Regions from separate parts of the Mus musculus genome. Here region 2 is linked to region 1. A link is a contact called in public HiChIP or PLAC-seq data. All regions are on one chromosome and are shown on one strand. Each heading gives the region's core, a stretch centred on a gene start, on an enhancer-like site or on the middle of the called end of the contact. The rest is flanking DNA. Distances are from core to core; before and after follow the strand shown.

What was found. HiChIP or PLAC-seq counts read pairs in DNA pulled down with a chosen protein or histone mark.
Region 2: an H3K27ac HiChIP or PLAC-seq map of microglia shows a contact between it and region 1, with 2.8 times the contacts expected there. The contact joins two enhancer-like sites. A contact is called at or near these places in 1 of 484 Hi-C or Micro-C datasets (nephron progenitors) and 5 of 115 datasets of contacts at active chromatin or transcription factors (CD8 T cells, the HPC-7 cell line, bone marrow-derived macrophages and 2 more).

The regions. Positions count from the first base shown.
Region 1 is chr6:134,069,453-134,077,390 of GRCm38.p6, reverse strand. The region is part of intron 1 of Etv6 (ets variant 6); the gene reads right to left. Among named protein-coding and RNA genes, the nearest start is that of Gm46978, 38 kb to the left of the region's middle. Within about 2 kb of position 4,245, at least 37 of the 459 cell types and tissues checked have an H3K27ac peak or open chromatin away from gene starts, as enhancers often do. A contact at or near this core is called in bone marrow-derived macrophages and microglia, where this site is marked.
Region 2 is chr6:134,151,501-134,159,438 of GRCm38.p6, reverse strand. The region is part of intron 2 of Etv6 (ets variant 6); the gene reads right to left. Among named protein-coding and RNA genes, the nearest start is that of Gm52920, 31 kb to the left of the region's middle. Within about 2 kb of position 2,983, at least 87 of the 459 cell types and tissues checked have an H3K27ac peak or open chromatin away from gene starts, as enhancers often do. A contact at or near this core is called in bone marrow-derived macrophages and microglia, where this site is marked.

The DNA.
Region 1 (7,938 bases), core at 2,996-5,495:
GAATGGGGGCGGGGAAGGAGAAGTGGGAAGAGAGATGTCCAGGAAAAAGGTGTGGGAAGACCACTCTCTAGTCAGACCTAAGTTATTAGCAAAAGCCTAGCTTTGTGTCTGGGGGTCGGGGAGATCTGTGTGCCACCATAACACTGTCATGTGCAGCTCAACATGATGTCACTGGAAGGCAGAGCCTCTGGAAAGGGAACAGCTATGAGGGTGGAACTTTCATTGTACACTTTTACAACAAGACATTGGGGAGCCCTCCCCTACCTGCAACGTGAGGACACAGGGAGAAGGAAGTAGTCTATGGCTCCGGGGAGGGCCCTGACCAGCGACTGACCATGCTAGACTTCCAATCTTCGGAAGAGAGAAAAATGAATTCTATTGATATGACACCTCATATTATGACCATTATGGCAGTTGGAACTGACTGAAAAGTTGCTTATCAAAATATTTCATACTAAGTAAAATTATGAAGTAAAACTATCACAGATCCAATTCTTGGTGTAAAAGCCCAATATTAAAAATAAATTTACAGATATTGTAACACAGTGTTACACATGTGTGTCTGTGTGTGTGTGTGTGTGTGTGTGTGTGTGTCCCCTAACATTAACTAATTTACTCACCAGCCTGTGACTGGATGACCAGTTGAAAGGGAGCTACTGTACAAACCCTCTGTCCACACAGCTGCCTCTTTCTCACAGAGGTACCCTGAGCTTAGGATGCTACCAAACACATCTCAGTTGCCTTAGATCATAGCCCTTAGGGTCCAGCCTTAGTTTCATCCATAAGTATGCTGAACCTTCCCAAATGGCATCATGAATCTGGCCTGTGACACTGTGTGTTCTCGGCTCCTGGTAAGAACACTCATCCTGCGCTTGTATGTATATGAAAATCAATCAGTCCTACCTTCCCTAGGAGGTATGCCAAGCACTGAGGTTTGCATGGTGGGCCCTAGAGAGGGGGTGAGCAGATGTTAGAGAAAAGCAAAGGAGACAAGGGAGAAGTTCCAACTGTCCCAGGGGAGGACAAATTGCCGTGGAGAGAACACACCTCGTGGTGGGGACAGGAGAAACATTGTGCGAGATAGACCTGTGCCCCCCACAGGCACCGCTGCTGTTCCTCCAAACACTGTCAAACTAAGCTGCTAACATAAAAGTTCAGTGGGGGCCACTTAATTTTCCTCTTAAAAAAAAAGGCAAAATGTTAGCACCCAAACAGCAAACGGTAGCCTCGCCTAGTAATTTTGCTTGTTAGCCTAACAGTGAATATTTCTGTCAGGAGGTCAGTAAATTCACATCTTTCTCCCATATAAGACCAGAGATAAACTAGCCAGGGTTTACAATAAAGTATGCCTAGACAAGAGGCATGCACACTTGTAATCCCATCACACTGGAAGAGGAGGAGAGGAGACTGAAGTTCCAAGCCAGGATGGTCTACTTAGAAAGGCCCTATTTCAAAAAGTTCATTATTATAAACGAAACTTAAAAGGCTCCAGTGAATGGGACCAGCAAGATGGTAAAAAGGACTTGCCAGGTAAACATAATGGTATGTGCCGGATCCATCCAAGAAAGCTAGGAATGTGGCGGTGCTCATCTGAAATCCCAACATTCCGACAGCGAGATAGACGGGAGGCAGAGACAGGACAATCAGCTGCAGGCTCCCAGCCAACTCTTCCTGGAATACTCAACATGGCAGAAAGAAGAAACCCTACCTCAAAGCCAAAGCAGAAGGAAAAGACCAACTCACAAATGAAGTCCTCTGATGTCCTCATATACACTGGGCCACACGCATTCGTACACACATCAGACACACAAATAATAATAAATTTTAAAGCAGTAAGAGCCATATGGTGTCATGAACTATTCAAAACATGCTTCAGAAAGTTTCTAATCCAAGCCCTGCCCACCTCGGCCCAGGTCTCTATTGATTCTGGCCTCTATAGAGATCCTCTACACAACATAAAGCTTTTAGAAAAATGGGACAGTGTCCCTGAACCTTCGAGGACACAAACGCTTCCCTCTACTTGCCGACTTTGAAATGTTCTTCACAATCTAACCAACTCTTCTGGAACTTTCCCTGCCTGGACCTGCTTCCTTGTAAGAGATTTTCCCGAGATCTTGCCAAAACATTTCTTCATCACCTATTTTCTTTGTTTAAAAAAAGAAACAGATGTAGCAACTAACCTTTGCTCCTTGTCTTTCTTGTTTTCTTCAGGCGCCCTGTGTACCTTAATATTGAACATTGGCTTCTTTGTGCCACCTCCAGTGTTACACATTGATTTGGGGCTTGCACTGAAATCACGAATTAATCACTCTGAAGTGGAAAATAATGGCTACAGACCTAGCCTGCCCCTAAGCACAGTCTTCATTAGTTGACAGAGATCCTTCTAGTCAGCCCCTAGGGACTAAATGAGAACCTGTTAGGACAACAGGCCATCACTATCCTAGTAGTGTCTCCATGTGTTACCATCCTTCTGGATTCCTAAGGATGCCCTGAAATCTGAGTTATTTGTTTGTTCTACATCAAATCCAGAGATCCTGAAAGGGAGACTATGCTGTTTTACCTTCTACTTTTCATGGAAGCTTCTGCAATAGGGTCTTGGGGTCCTGAGAGTTATTCAGAAAGCCCCAATAACCAAAGAGACAGTGTGCACCTATTTCCTTGGTCACTGAGCACTGGGAGTTACTGATCCCACAAGACCAAGGGGGAAGGAGCTAACTGAAAGTCAAAGGGACAGCACACAGGACAGAGTGAGCAGAAATGATCAGAAAGCCCAAGGTCTAATCCCAGTGGCTGCCACACAACACATGGTGACTTCTGTCCCCTCAAGGTAATCATGACATTTTCTTTCCAAGTTCATTCACTGGTTCTCCAACTACTTATTGGGATCAAGTCCAAGCCACACCCTTTAATATTTCCCTGTAGCCTTTGCTTCAGGGCATGGTTTGCTTTCTTTGGTTAAAGCTTCCCTTTGCTCAAGTCTTCCCAGGCTTCTTAGGCATTAAAATGACTGTGGTTCTAGAGTCGGGCACCCAGAACCTGACAGAGGCCCCAGCATCCCCTGGATGTGCTGACTATATCCTTGCTTAGTTTCAGAGCTCTGTTTTGCCTGGCTGACACATTATCACACAAAGATCAAATGAGTGAACACCTACAGAACGTGTGATCAGCAGTTATCACACAGAACTCTCTTCATAAGTTTAAGTCATTCTTCCTACCCTCCTCACTGTACCCTAACTTAAAGAACCCTCTCTCTATCTTTTCAAGTCCTTCAGTTTTCCACACTGATCCCATATTGCTTTGTACCATGGCTTATCTTATACACAGCCTCTTATCTCAACCAGGCTGCAAACTCCTTAAAGTCGAGAAGCACAGCTGCCGTGCTGTCCTTTGTCGACAATATTCCAAAATGTCTAAATGCAGGAATGTGTGTACTCACGGGTTCACAGCAATGAGAATCATGGTCTCCTTTGTCCAAAAGTGTTTCATTAATTTAACGATTTTTCCTATGTAAAGATCTCGGCTAGAGGAATTGATTGCCCAGGATTATGTGAGTGTATCCCGCCCTCCTGACCCTTTAAGTTGTGTTGGAACTGCTGGCACACATGTACAATCCTAACATTTAAGAAGCAAAAACAGTGAAAGGAGCAAGGCTAGCCTGAGGTACATGATGAGCTCCAGGCTAGTCTGGGCTTCAGAACAAGACCCTTGTCTCAATAAATCACTGGCAAATTTAAACATTAAGTATGGTGTGTACAGATGCCTCACTGGGTAAAACATTTGCAGCCACATCTGGTAAACTGAGTTTAATCTCCAGGACTTACATACTGGAAGGAAAAACTGGCACATTATCCTCTGATCTCTATATACCTAGGCATCCCTCCACCCCTATACCCCCACACTAAATAAGTCCAATTTCTTCGTAAGTATCAGAGGCACTGTGAATTGAGGGAGACTACATTTTTGATAAGAAATCTGTGTACCATTGTGATCATATCTCACACAGCCTTTGACAAATCAAGGTGTGAAAATGGTCTCTGAAAGGCACAAAAGGTTTCCTAAGAGACACAATGATGAATTCCTGGCAGGCTGATAGAAATAGTTATCTGGTCTACCCTTGGAAGCTCCGGCCATAGAGGAACTAAGATGTCAAAGACAAAGTGAATCTTCTTTAAGGTTCTGTCCACCTGCTGGGAAGAAAACCCCAACGGTAGCTGGTGAATGAGCACAGGATCACTGGGGCTGGCAAGGCACAGACAAATGAGGAAGCATCATAGCTGCACAGATTACACAAGCAGGAGTCATCGAAGATAACAAACACAGAGGAATTAATTATACTTCGGGTAGATGTCAGCGATGAATACGGTATCTGAAGACTTTCTTGTAAGTTGAAAAATATGACAATCAACAAAAGCTTCCACTGTGGACTCTGCAAACATTTACTCTGACTGTGGCTGGTTGTGTTTGGAGAAGGGCTGAGAAGGCTCCATGTACACGTGAGGACTCTTCTTTCACATTCTCCTCTCAGTGCTGAGAAGACAAAGGCTGGAATCGTCTACTTTCGTTCAATTATACAAGCATAATACCCCATTTCATCTTCACTATAGAAAAGATTAAGACGAGACTCTACTGCTATTTGCTACTGCATTTAAATTAGATTTGATAACGACCAGCTTTCTTGTGGACCCTCCCTTCCCTTCACCGGCCACAGAAACATTCACGTGCGTGAGAAAATGCAGTGTTGGGTTTTAGATGCTCACTTCCTACTTCCTGGTTCTCACCCAGAGAAGAAGTATTAAAAGTCACGAGAAAGGAGGGAAATGTCACTTTTACCCAGAAAGAATCAGGAAGTGCCCCAAATCCAAAAAGGAAGATGTCTTGAGAAACTAGCCTTTCTTCTCACAGGCACATAAGAGTTGTGCCCTATGGGGTTGGTGTCTTATGAAAGGAATCCTGGTTGTTCAGCTTCTATTATTATTATTATTATTATTATTTATTTATTTATTTATTTTAAATACCCAAGAAGGAAGTTGGATATTTAAATATCCAAGAGGTTTAACTGATACACAACTCAACCATGAATTAGCACAAAGATCACCAAGCAGTGGTGATGGCTCTCTGCACTAACGAGGAGGAAAGTTTGCCAACACAAATGACAGGCCAACCTCCAAACAGCAAGTGCCACCTTCTTAGCTGTCCTCAGCTCTCATGCTCCCTTCTTAGACCCCTTCTTGGGACATGCTATGGAGAGTAGCAGCCACTGTGACCAAGGTCATACTTACATGACCCAGTGTGCTTCTCTGAGAGCCCTGGTCATTAGCAAACTGTGTTTTAATTTCACTTATCTTCGTGTGCAAGTTGAAACTTACAGGCTACATTTTGCTAGTTGCATCATCTGTACCTTCTAGATGCTACATTTGAACTCTAGGTAGTAATTAGATAATATGAAGAAATTACTCTTAGCTTTGTTAGTTTTAATGATGGCATTTTGTTTGTTTTTAAAGGATGTGAAAGGCATATTTAAGTGTTTATATGTGGAATTACAAGGGATTTATATAGTACTATAAAATAGCAGGTTGGTGGAGGTTTGCAAAGGGTGGAAAGGCATAGGGCAAGATTAATCACGCACTAGTAACTGTCAAAGCTGAGTGATAAGTGTGGAAAATGCTCTGTCACTCTTACTGCTTTTGAATATATGTGGAAATGTTTAATAAACATTGTGAAGCTAAATAGTAAAAACGAAAAGTATTTGTCTCAGGATGGAAAAACTTCATTAGCAAAAATTCAGAGGGGGGAAAAAGGATGTCTTAAAATTAACTAAAACAAGCTGTTTGGGCCAGCAAGATGTCCTCACGGGTAGAAGCGCATGCTATTCAATCCTGACCAGATACATTTAACTCATGGTACCTACATTTAAAAGCTAGATGCAGTGGCTAGTGTGTGTCATCTTATTCCCAGCATCCCTACTGTGAGAGAGAAGGCAGAAGGTGAAGCAGCAGGGAACTCTTGTATGCAGTATAGGAGCAGAAACAGCAAGAGACTCTGCCTCAAAAACAACCAGAAGGGGATACATGGATGCCTACATGGGGGGTGAGGGGGGGGAAAAGTGGTGAGAGGGAAGGAGCGGAGGGAGCAGGGGGGGAGAAGTGGAGAGAGGGAAGGAGCGGAGGGAGCAGAGGGAGGGGGTGGGGGGGGAGAAGTGGTGAGAGGGAAGAAGCTAAGGGAGCGGGGGTGGGGGGGGGAGAAGTGGAGGGAGGGAAGGAGCGGACAGAGCAGAGCAAGGGAGACAAATTAATAATATAATTGTTTTAAAGTGGAAAGAGAACATTTGGTCCATAAAATTTGTTCTCCAACCTCTAAAAGCAAACAACAGCACACAAGGCTCCAATTCATTCATTCATTCATTCATTCATTCATTCATTCTCTCCCCACTCCTATGGCACACATACACAAAACACACACTGAATAAAACCTTTTCTTAAGAAATAATAAATGAAACTACATGCTCATTTGACTTATCAAATAGCAACAATTCAAAAACTACTAGAGAAGCTGGGCGTGGTGGCACACGCCTTTAATCCCAGCACTTGGGAGGCAGAGGCAGGAGAATTTCTGAGTTCCTACAGGCCAGCCTGGCCTACAGAGTGAGTTCCAGGACAGCCAGGGCTATACAGACAAACCCTGTCTGGAAAAAACCAAAGGGGAAAAAAACCCCACTGGAGATGAGAGACCACAGATTGTTAGAACCGATCTATCTGCAGATAAGAAAAAGACCCAGTTGTCACCTGTTGTTACTGTTTAGTTGGTGAAAGCACTCGGGGTACATATGATGCTAACAATGGTATTGTGTAAACAAGGTTATTTTGCATTAACAGAAGCACAGATAAAATCAATTTGTCACATCATTCCTAAAACTCCCTCCATGCAGGACCAACCACCATGGACAACTTCTGACCCATCTGGCAATGTCCATGACAGATGTCTGTCCTTTCATCCGTCCACATGGTAATGTGCAGCCACTGAATTAATTATCAACTCCTTTCCTAAGAGACTGTTTCTAGCTAGGAAGTTTTAGGACACCATGAAGTTATGTTATGAGACAGAATCTTACGAGAGAAAAGGTGACATAAGAGGAGAAATAACAACTCGTTAGGGAATTTTTCTCGGGGCAATCTGTTTCTGAGTTTACTGTTTCTGAGTTTATAGTCTAGTGACATTTCCAGGAAAACAAACTCTAAATTCAGACCCACAGTCTGCTCTAAGTTTCCTGAGACGCAAGGGAACAGAAAGTAAAGCCACACTTAACAAGAAGTCCTGAGACAGGCACGCTCCCTTCCTCTCTCCAGTCATGGACCACAAACTGATGAGAAAGTCGTGTGAGCTAGTGGAATAGACATCGGAGCCTAAAACTGTCACAGTCTGGGGTCACAAAACAAAACAAAAACCTAGGTAAATTCAGTTAGTATATAATGAGTTTACACTTTCTCTCTTAGTTGAATTATACTTTAAAAGAAAACAATTAGCTGACACAATGAATGTAAACAAAAAATATGCACCAAAAATTTGCTCATTGGCCAGCGATCTGTTGCCCATGGATAGAATGGAGCTCCATCCATGATCAGAAGCTTCCAGTCCTATCTCCTGCTTTCCTGAGCATCCCACAGGTCACTGGATACCTAACAAAAATAGACAAACAAACAAAACCAAGAACCACAGAAGAAACGGCATGACATTTTAGTAAGTATAAATAGCTAACTTAAACTTTGTCTATATTTGCCAAAAAGCTAGGAAAGACAAATTGTTCAGATAATGGAGAACAAAGAAAGCAGGACGATGGGGGCTGGAGAGACGACTCAAATGGTTAAGAGCACTGACTGCTTTTTTCGAGAGGTCCCGAGTTCAATTCCCAGCAAACACGTGGTGGCTCACAACCATCTGCAA
Region 2 (7,938 bases), core at 1,734-4,233, 83 kb before region 1:
ATGTCAACAGTGGTTAGAGCCTAAGAAAAGTGCTTCACACCCTGGCTTAGCTGGACTTAAACAATGTGTAGAACTTCGTTTCCATGAGCCTTGAACTACCAAAAAAACAATCTTTTCCTTACATGCAGAATAAAGAACCTAAACTAGCTTGTGATGATAAAACAATGTATATTTACATCTGAACTGGGCAATATTGATGTTCGGGGATGAAAACTGTTAGTAGGGAAGGGCCCTAAAAATATTTCTCTCCATCTTGGTCATTTAGATTTCACCTTTAACATTTGCAAGTCAAGTCTCAAACAGTCGGGATTTGGAAACACTTCACTAAAAAGGGGAGAGAGATGGGGAGAGAGAAAGAGAGAGCGTGCACGCGCACGTGGTTATATTTAGATTTTATTGAATTAAGAATTCTTTTATGTCAACAAAGTCAACTTAAAATTATGACGAGGGAAATAATGAAATACAGTCTAAGTTTTTCATACTTAAAATCCTGAACTTGTCTTTCAAAGCCAATTCTTATAATTAGAATGATTAAAAAAAAAGTTTAGACTTTGATTGTTAAAGATAGACCTAAGAATGACATGAGAAACTTAAATGGAGAACTGCCCTTCTCAGCTGTCCCTGTAACTGTGTGACCTGGTAGCTAAAGGCTAAGTAGCTGGAAGGACTTGAGGGTTTGCTTCAGACACTCCACAATCCAGCTACCTTTTAAAGGAAATATGCAATTAAGTTACTTTCCCCAAGTCACTGTGGTTTTAATTCTCTCACAATTCTAGGGTTAAACTTCTTAGTAAAGAAATTGTCATTACAAACATAACAAAAACCAGAAAAAAACAAAAACCCCAAACTGGTCTCTTTAAATACACACATCAGACACCCAGTTGAGGCTCAGGTCTGACCACCAGAATGCCTTCACCACTCTGACACCTTGGGCTGTTGAGTCACAAGATTCCCCAGGAAAGAGGTTCTTTAAATTGCCAAATTACATAATTGTTCTTTTGAAGTCCCAAATGTTCTTCTGTGGTTTAAGATAAACTAGTGTTTGGCGATTCTTCCTGCAAATGAATTACCTTTTGTAACCAAGGCTCCAGGAAAATTAACTCCTCTGTTGATTTTCCGGCTTCCATATTTGGGTTATTGCACTCAGGGATGATTTATAACAGAAGCAGAGCCCACTTTCTACTTTTTAGATGCTGTAGTTGCCACACACACAATCATCACTGTCCTCTTCCTCCTCCTCTTCCTCATCATCTTTGATGGAAGAGAGACTTTCTGTTTTATGTCAGCTGCCTTTTTACTAATGTAGCACACCAAAGGCTTTCAATATAATTGATCAATTGACTATTGTTGGAAATTTTAGAATCTGTAAGCATAAGGACCTTTTGGGTAGTTTTCTCCCATCAGTGTCAGAGCTGCCTGCATTCAAGGCTGTTTAAACCTTGCATGAGTTGAGCTAAAATTGGAGAGAATATTCAGAGGGCAACTCCATATACTCTCTGCAGACCTTTGGTCTACTCAGAGAGGCAGAGTAGCTGAACCAGACATGCTGGTTATATGGAACGACGCTCCATGGCGAGAGTTTGACCAAGCAGGGGCGTGTTCATCGACCTCTCTGGATTTCTTCCTCTCTGCTTGCTGGGAGAATCCCCCTTCTCATGGGAACCTGAAGCTCTGAGCATAAAGCTGTCACTGCAGCCATGTTGATCTGTTACCATGGAGATCACTCTGGTAACATACAAACCTGCCACCAGTCCAGACACACAAGAGCCTCTTTCTGACTCCCACAAGGATCTCTCTCTCTCTCTCTCTCTCTCTCTCTCTCTCTCTCTCTCTCTCTCTCTCTCTCTCTCTCTCCCCCTACCCTCACCAGTTTAAAGTTCATTTCTGCCGGGATTTTGCTTCAAAATGTTTATAGAGTTTGGCTTTTAAATGTCATTAAGAATCTGAGTACTCAGAAACAGAGAGGGAGGTACTGAACAGTGTCTCAAGATTTCAAAGCAACAAAGTTCACATAGAACAACTGCTCCCCAGGTGTGAGTTATAGACTCAGTTATGGCATTATTGGATAAAGAGCCAAAAGCAAATGACGGGGACCCGTGGGTAGCGTAGCTTACTACTTACTGATTATCTCCAATGCACTGCTTGCACGGCATCCCGCCCATGACTGTGAGCTGTGAAATGTTAAAGCATTACTTACGGTAATCTCTACAGAGTCACTATGTTTTCAGAAACTGGAAATCCTATATTAGGCAATGCCACCTAGTTGATCTGTATATGACATCTGTATATGTACAGTTGTCATGCTGCTGGCAACCAAAGCATGTCAGGACCACCCCGGATCTTAGGCAAGCGCCCTGGCTCATCTATGAAGGTGTAACACAGACCTTACTTATTCTTGACTGGCAGAAGTTGGGTGGGTTTTCTTTGGGGAAATGCAAACTAGAGGAATTGCAAACACAGGCTTGGAAGCCAATGTGGGTTACACAGAGAGTTCAAGGCCAGGACAGGCAGCATAGTAAGACCTACCACAAGGCAGATCTTTCCTTAAGCATCAAATGAGGCTACATGTTATGTAGGACCTGATGCCTGGTGGGAAGACTTTTTCTTTAAGCTTCATGGTTATTAAAGACAAAGAAAGGAGGGGAAGGAGGCAGGGCTATTGTCTGGAAGATGTCTGTCACTGGGCTGGTGGTAACTAGCAAAGGTCCTCTGCTGGGCCTTCTGAGTCATGGAGGGAAGGCTGGAGCCGACTGGGTCAGGTTCTGAATGCCCAGGCTTCGGATGGATCTGCACCACATAAAGCCATCATATTCTCTGGCTTCCTTTATAAGAGATGGGTACAGGCAACTCTAGTATCCAGTGCTGGAGGCGAATGAATAAAGAAGGCAAAACTTGCTGTGTTGAGCTCTCAGAATGAAACCCAGGCCACTTCCCTCATCTGGGCCACCTGGCATTGGAAGGGTACAAAGGAACTGTTAGACACACCAGAAGACACAGTTGACTCTCAGTTTCTATAGCTTGGTGGTCTGCCTGGGGACTCGCCACAAGGTCCCAGTGAGAGACTGTTTACTCACAGGTGACTTGTCCTTAGCACTAGTGTTTGAAGAGCAGGGACTTCCAGACATAACTCAGACTGACTGACTGGCAACTGCCCCCCTTTATTCCTCTTCCCTTCCTTCAAAGCTTACAGAATTCCACTTCCTGGCCAATAGTCGCCTTGTTCCCTCTTGAGGTCTCCTCCCTTGCCTCAGACTACCAGCTAAGAAAAGCTAACCAAGCAATTGATAGCGGGGATCCAGGAAAGCACGTGCGCACTCGAACCCCGCAGGGCCCTGCCCCCTCTTCTCATCCCCAAACAGAATAAACAATCAATCCATCTCTTCTACCCCTCCCCCCACCCAGGTCCTCACCAGGGAAGGAAAGCAGCAAATCAGCATGCAGACTGGGCTACAGAATTTCAGTGCCCCCACCAAACCCACTCTTAAGACCAAATGGGGAATATACAGTAATGAGGGAAAGGAATTTTTTTTTAATAAGACCCCATTGGCTACTAGAAAGGCCTATGAAAAATTAAACTGAGAGATTGAATTTCTGAACAGGAGAAATGGCAGTGTTTCTCCTCTTACCATGAACTCACAATGCTGCGACACAGGCCAAACAGGAACAGGGCTGTGAAGCCTTAACTGTTAGATGCCATTGAAGTGAAGTTTTCCCCTGAGATTTGCTCCTAGATGTCACTCTTATAAGTGGCTTAGAAAGAAAAATTGGTTTTGATTGAAAAATAGTTTGGAAAATATATATATATCCCCCGCCAAGGGAGAATTAGCAATGAGAAGATGAACAATTAATTCAAACTGTGTAAGTGGCAAGTTATAAAATATTAGAAGCATGCTGGCATAGACATAAAGCTTATTTATACAAAGAACAATGAATAAAATCAATCGCAAGATGGAAAACAAATGTCCAGAGCCAGGGGTAGCGGCCCCTGACAGGCTGAGGCAGGAGAATCACTGTTGAGATGGGAGTCAGCATATACAATGAGACCTTGTCTCAAAAGCAACCAATGTACAATGATGATGTTGAAATGCTGCTATCTAATTAGTAAGTATGATGCTTCACAGAAAAATAAAGCTATATTTCCTGTAACTGCCATGCTCCTGCATACAAGAGGTGCTCAGTACACACTGGTTTTGATGAACCATGCTCGAAGTTTTTGCTTTCTTACACGGAGTTCCCCTCACCTGTTCATTTGGTACTCGTAAAAATGAGAATTATGGTCCAACCGTGCCGATACAGATAAGGTGTCCTCAGTGGATTAAGTCTTAACTGAAGAGATACACATCTTAACCTTGGTCTCTACCATCATTAGTTTCTTGCTTCATACAGGGCTACAGTTCCAAGTACAGTGCATCACCGTAAGCTCAGCACTAAAGACGTGCTCATGTGGGTTCACACGCATTCACTGGAGGCCAAAGGTCTCCCTCGAGCATCGTTCCTTGGGAGCCATCCACCTTGTTTTGCCATGTGCAGCTCTCCTTGGCCTGGGGTTTGCTGATTACGTAAGGATGGATGGTCAGTGAGTCCCCAGGACCCTGCCTGTCTCTACCTCCCCTGCACTGCGATAACAGGCGTACACCAACAACCCTGGCTTTTTCATGTGTGTTCTGGAGATAGAAGTCAAATACTGAAGCTTGTGTGGCAAGCACATTACCCACACAGCTAACTCCCCGTATCTGTGTCTGTAAAGCGATGACAGAGCCGCCTACCCATCAGGCTTGTGGAGAGTAAAACCGAGGGAGCAACCTGTTACAGCTGCAGTTGACCTTACACCCTGTAAACCTCGGGAGATGACGGGCAGGACAGTTTAGCAGCCCTAGTATCACAACATAGAGACCATCGAGACTGCATGCCGTCTTTCAATTTCCTTTGAACAAGAGTAGCCATGAAGGGCAGGTTTAAATGAACAACCATTTGGAAAAGTCCTGGGTGTCCTGTGAGAAAAAACCTGGTGCTTCAAAGTAAGTCCTCTTGAGGAAACTCCCGAGTTCAGCCACAGTCCCCATTATTTCCACGTCAGCATCACCAGAAGCCCCCAGTGATAACTCACTACAGCTGGTATTTCTGGGAAGCACCATATTTCCCTGCTTACCTCACACACACTAACAAAATCTGTTTCCATCCTTGAGGCAAGTTTCTCCATCTGAGATGCTGTTGTTATATAGGACACATGTCTTCCTGACTCCTTAGAGTAGAATTTATAAACAACCACAAAAGCCGGGGCCTGTGGCTAAAGAGATGGACAGGGTCTAAGAGCCCATTCTGATCTTACAGAGGATCTGAGTTCAGTTCCCAGCACCTACATTGGACATCTCACACCCATATTAGGAAGTTGCCTTGAACTATGTACAGCTCGAGGGAAATTGGACATGTTATTCAGTTTCTGCAGGGAGTGCCCACAAGTGCATACATGAGTGCGCTCGCGAACACACACACACACACACACACACACACACACACACACGTTATTCAGTTTCTGCAGGCAATACACACAATCTTAGTTTAAAAGGCAGGACCCTTTAAAACTGATTATAATGTGAGGATTGCAAAGAGACAGGTACATTCAGAGTCCAGCTTCTTCCAGTATTATAGATGAGCAACTGAAGCTCACATGGATAAATAAAATTGAGTAACAGTCAGGATTGGACTCCAGCCTTTGGTCTCCAGGTTCAACACTCTTCATTCTCTGCTTCATTGCCATTCTAAATGTCTAACTTGTTATAGTTTTCTCCACCAAGCCTAGTTGTATAGGAAGAAAAATCTCTAATAAATATTTACCAAACTGATCTGTAAATATAATTTTACTATCTTAGCCCAGTACTGGGCCTCAACCCCAAAAGAGTCCATTGGTGGATTAATGAAAAACCATGATGGAGCTCTGAGTGTTTACAGAGTATGTTTGAGATCGCAACCTAATTTCTATACAGGAATGAAGAAAAGCTGTTGCTGTGTTCACTGTAAGGACAAGGAAACTGAGGCCAAGAGGTTAAGAGACTTGGCTGCATTGCTGGCTGTATAGTGCTAGAAATGACAGTTTAAAATCGTTGGTTTCCAAGGTCTGTAAGTTTTTGATCCTACTGACCTAGGCCTAACGAATAATGGCTGTTCTTACACACTGCCCAAAAGATGCTGTTATCTTTTTCTCTCTTAATTTGTTTTTTTCTAAAGGCAAAGAAAGAAGGAAAGAAGGAAAGGAAGGGAGGGAAGGAAAAAGAAAAGAAATGTAGGGTGCTGGGGTGTAATTTAGTGGGAGAGTAAATTGCCCAGGATGCACAAGGCCCTGAGTTCTATCCTTAACCCAACCCTAACAAAAGAGGGGGAAAGGAGGGAGAAGAAAAGGAGACACAGAGACAGACAGACAGAGACACAGACACACACAGAAAAAGAGAGAGAGAGATAGAGAAAGAGATGCGTACTCAGGAGGTGACAACAGGAGGATTACATCACGCCCAAGGCCTAGTCTACAAGGTGGGTTCTGGATCAGTACCAGGGCTATGAAGCAAGACCCTGTCTTAAAAATAAAAACAGCAACAAAGGGAATCTTCATATCAGTGTACAAGACAAAACCAAAACTCCGCTACACTGGCTGACTGAAGTGCAAAAAACTACACGCTCAGCACAAGACCGTCATCTGCCCAGTGCAGAGAGAGCTCTATTTTCTTGAACAAAGCCGGCTTCAGACCAGCTCTGAGATAAGAATAGCAGTTACATGGACTGCCTACAAGATTTTAAGGGGCAGCTAAAGGAACCAGCTGAAGCCATCTTCAATCATTGTTTTCAATCATGTCAAAAGAAGGAAAGAGATCACTCCTAAGTCTGGGCAGCCTCGGGCTTTACCATCACCTACAAGGAGGCTCCAAGCACTCCTAGGATGGGCGAAGCTGGTAAGGAAAGGTGACAAGAGGCAGGAAGGATGCCCCAGGCCTCCCCGAGACTGCTCGAAGCCTGTTAAAGACAGAGATGGTGGTAGCTAGTGGTGGGGGTGGGAGAGGGAGCATGTGGGAGACTGTGAAGGAAGGTGTGGGGGGACAGATATAACCCAGCATATAGAAACCTGTCAGGATGGGATTTATTTCTGTTCTGTGAGGGGGTATAATAGGGCTTTGCCTGCACTCTCAATAGCTGTTTTGAAGTGAACCCGGCTGGTATATCTTTAATTTGTCATTTCATTATGAAACTGTTTCCCTTCCAAGAAGCCTTCACGTCAGGAAGCTCTGTCTGCCCACACAGGAAATTCCTTTGCTTCAACTTCCCCAAAAAGGAAATTTCCCTCAGAAGTGAGCCCAGCATATGCCTTTGAACAAGGCTGATTCAAGAAACTTTGGCAGCCGAATCCCAAAAACACCCCTGGCTTTCAGCTGCTGCCGGGACCCAGGGATAAACAGTTGGTCTCTGGGCCAGTGGGTGGGGACCCCACCAAAGCTCTCCATTCTCTGATGCCGCCCTTGTCCTCTACTGCAGCCTGTGGGACGTGGAGAGCTTAAATCTGCCAGGAAGGATTGAAGTATCTGCATCCAGATCCACAGAGACAACAGATAGACCACACACACACACACACACACACACACACACACACACAGACACAGACACACAGAGGCATCCCAAGACAGTGTCGGCACACACTTATCAGGATCGCACATAAGATTTCAGATTTTTGCCAGAGAGGACAGGATTTCAAATGAGTAGAGCACACATAAACAACATGGTAAGTAACAGACTCCCAAAGGTGTCTATCACTCAAGAACCTTTACCTCGGGTGATGGGATTTTCCACATAACTTTTCCCAGTGAAGATTCTCGGCGAAACATGGGAGGCGGGAGATGGGGGGGTGGGGACGGGACGTGGGGAGTATCTCCAACCACATCCCTGTAAGAATTAATC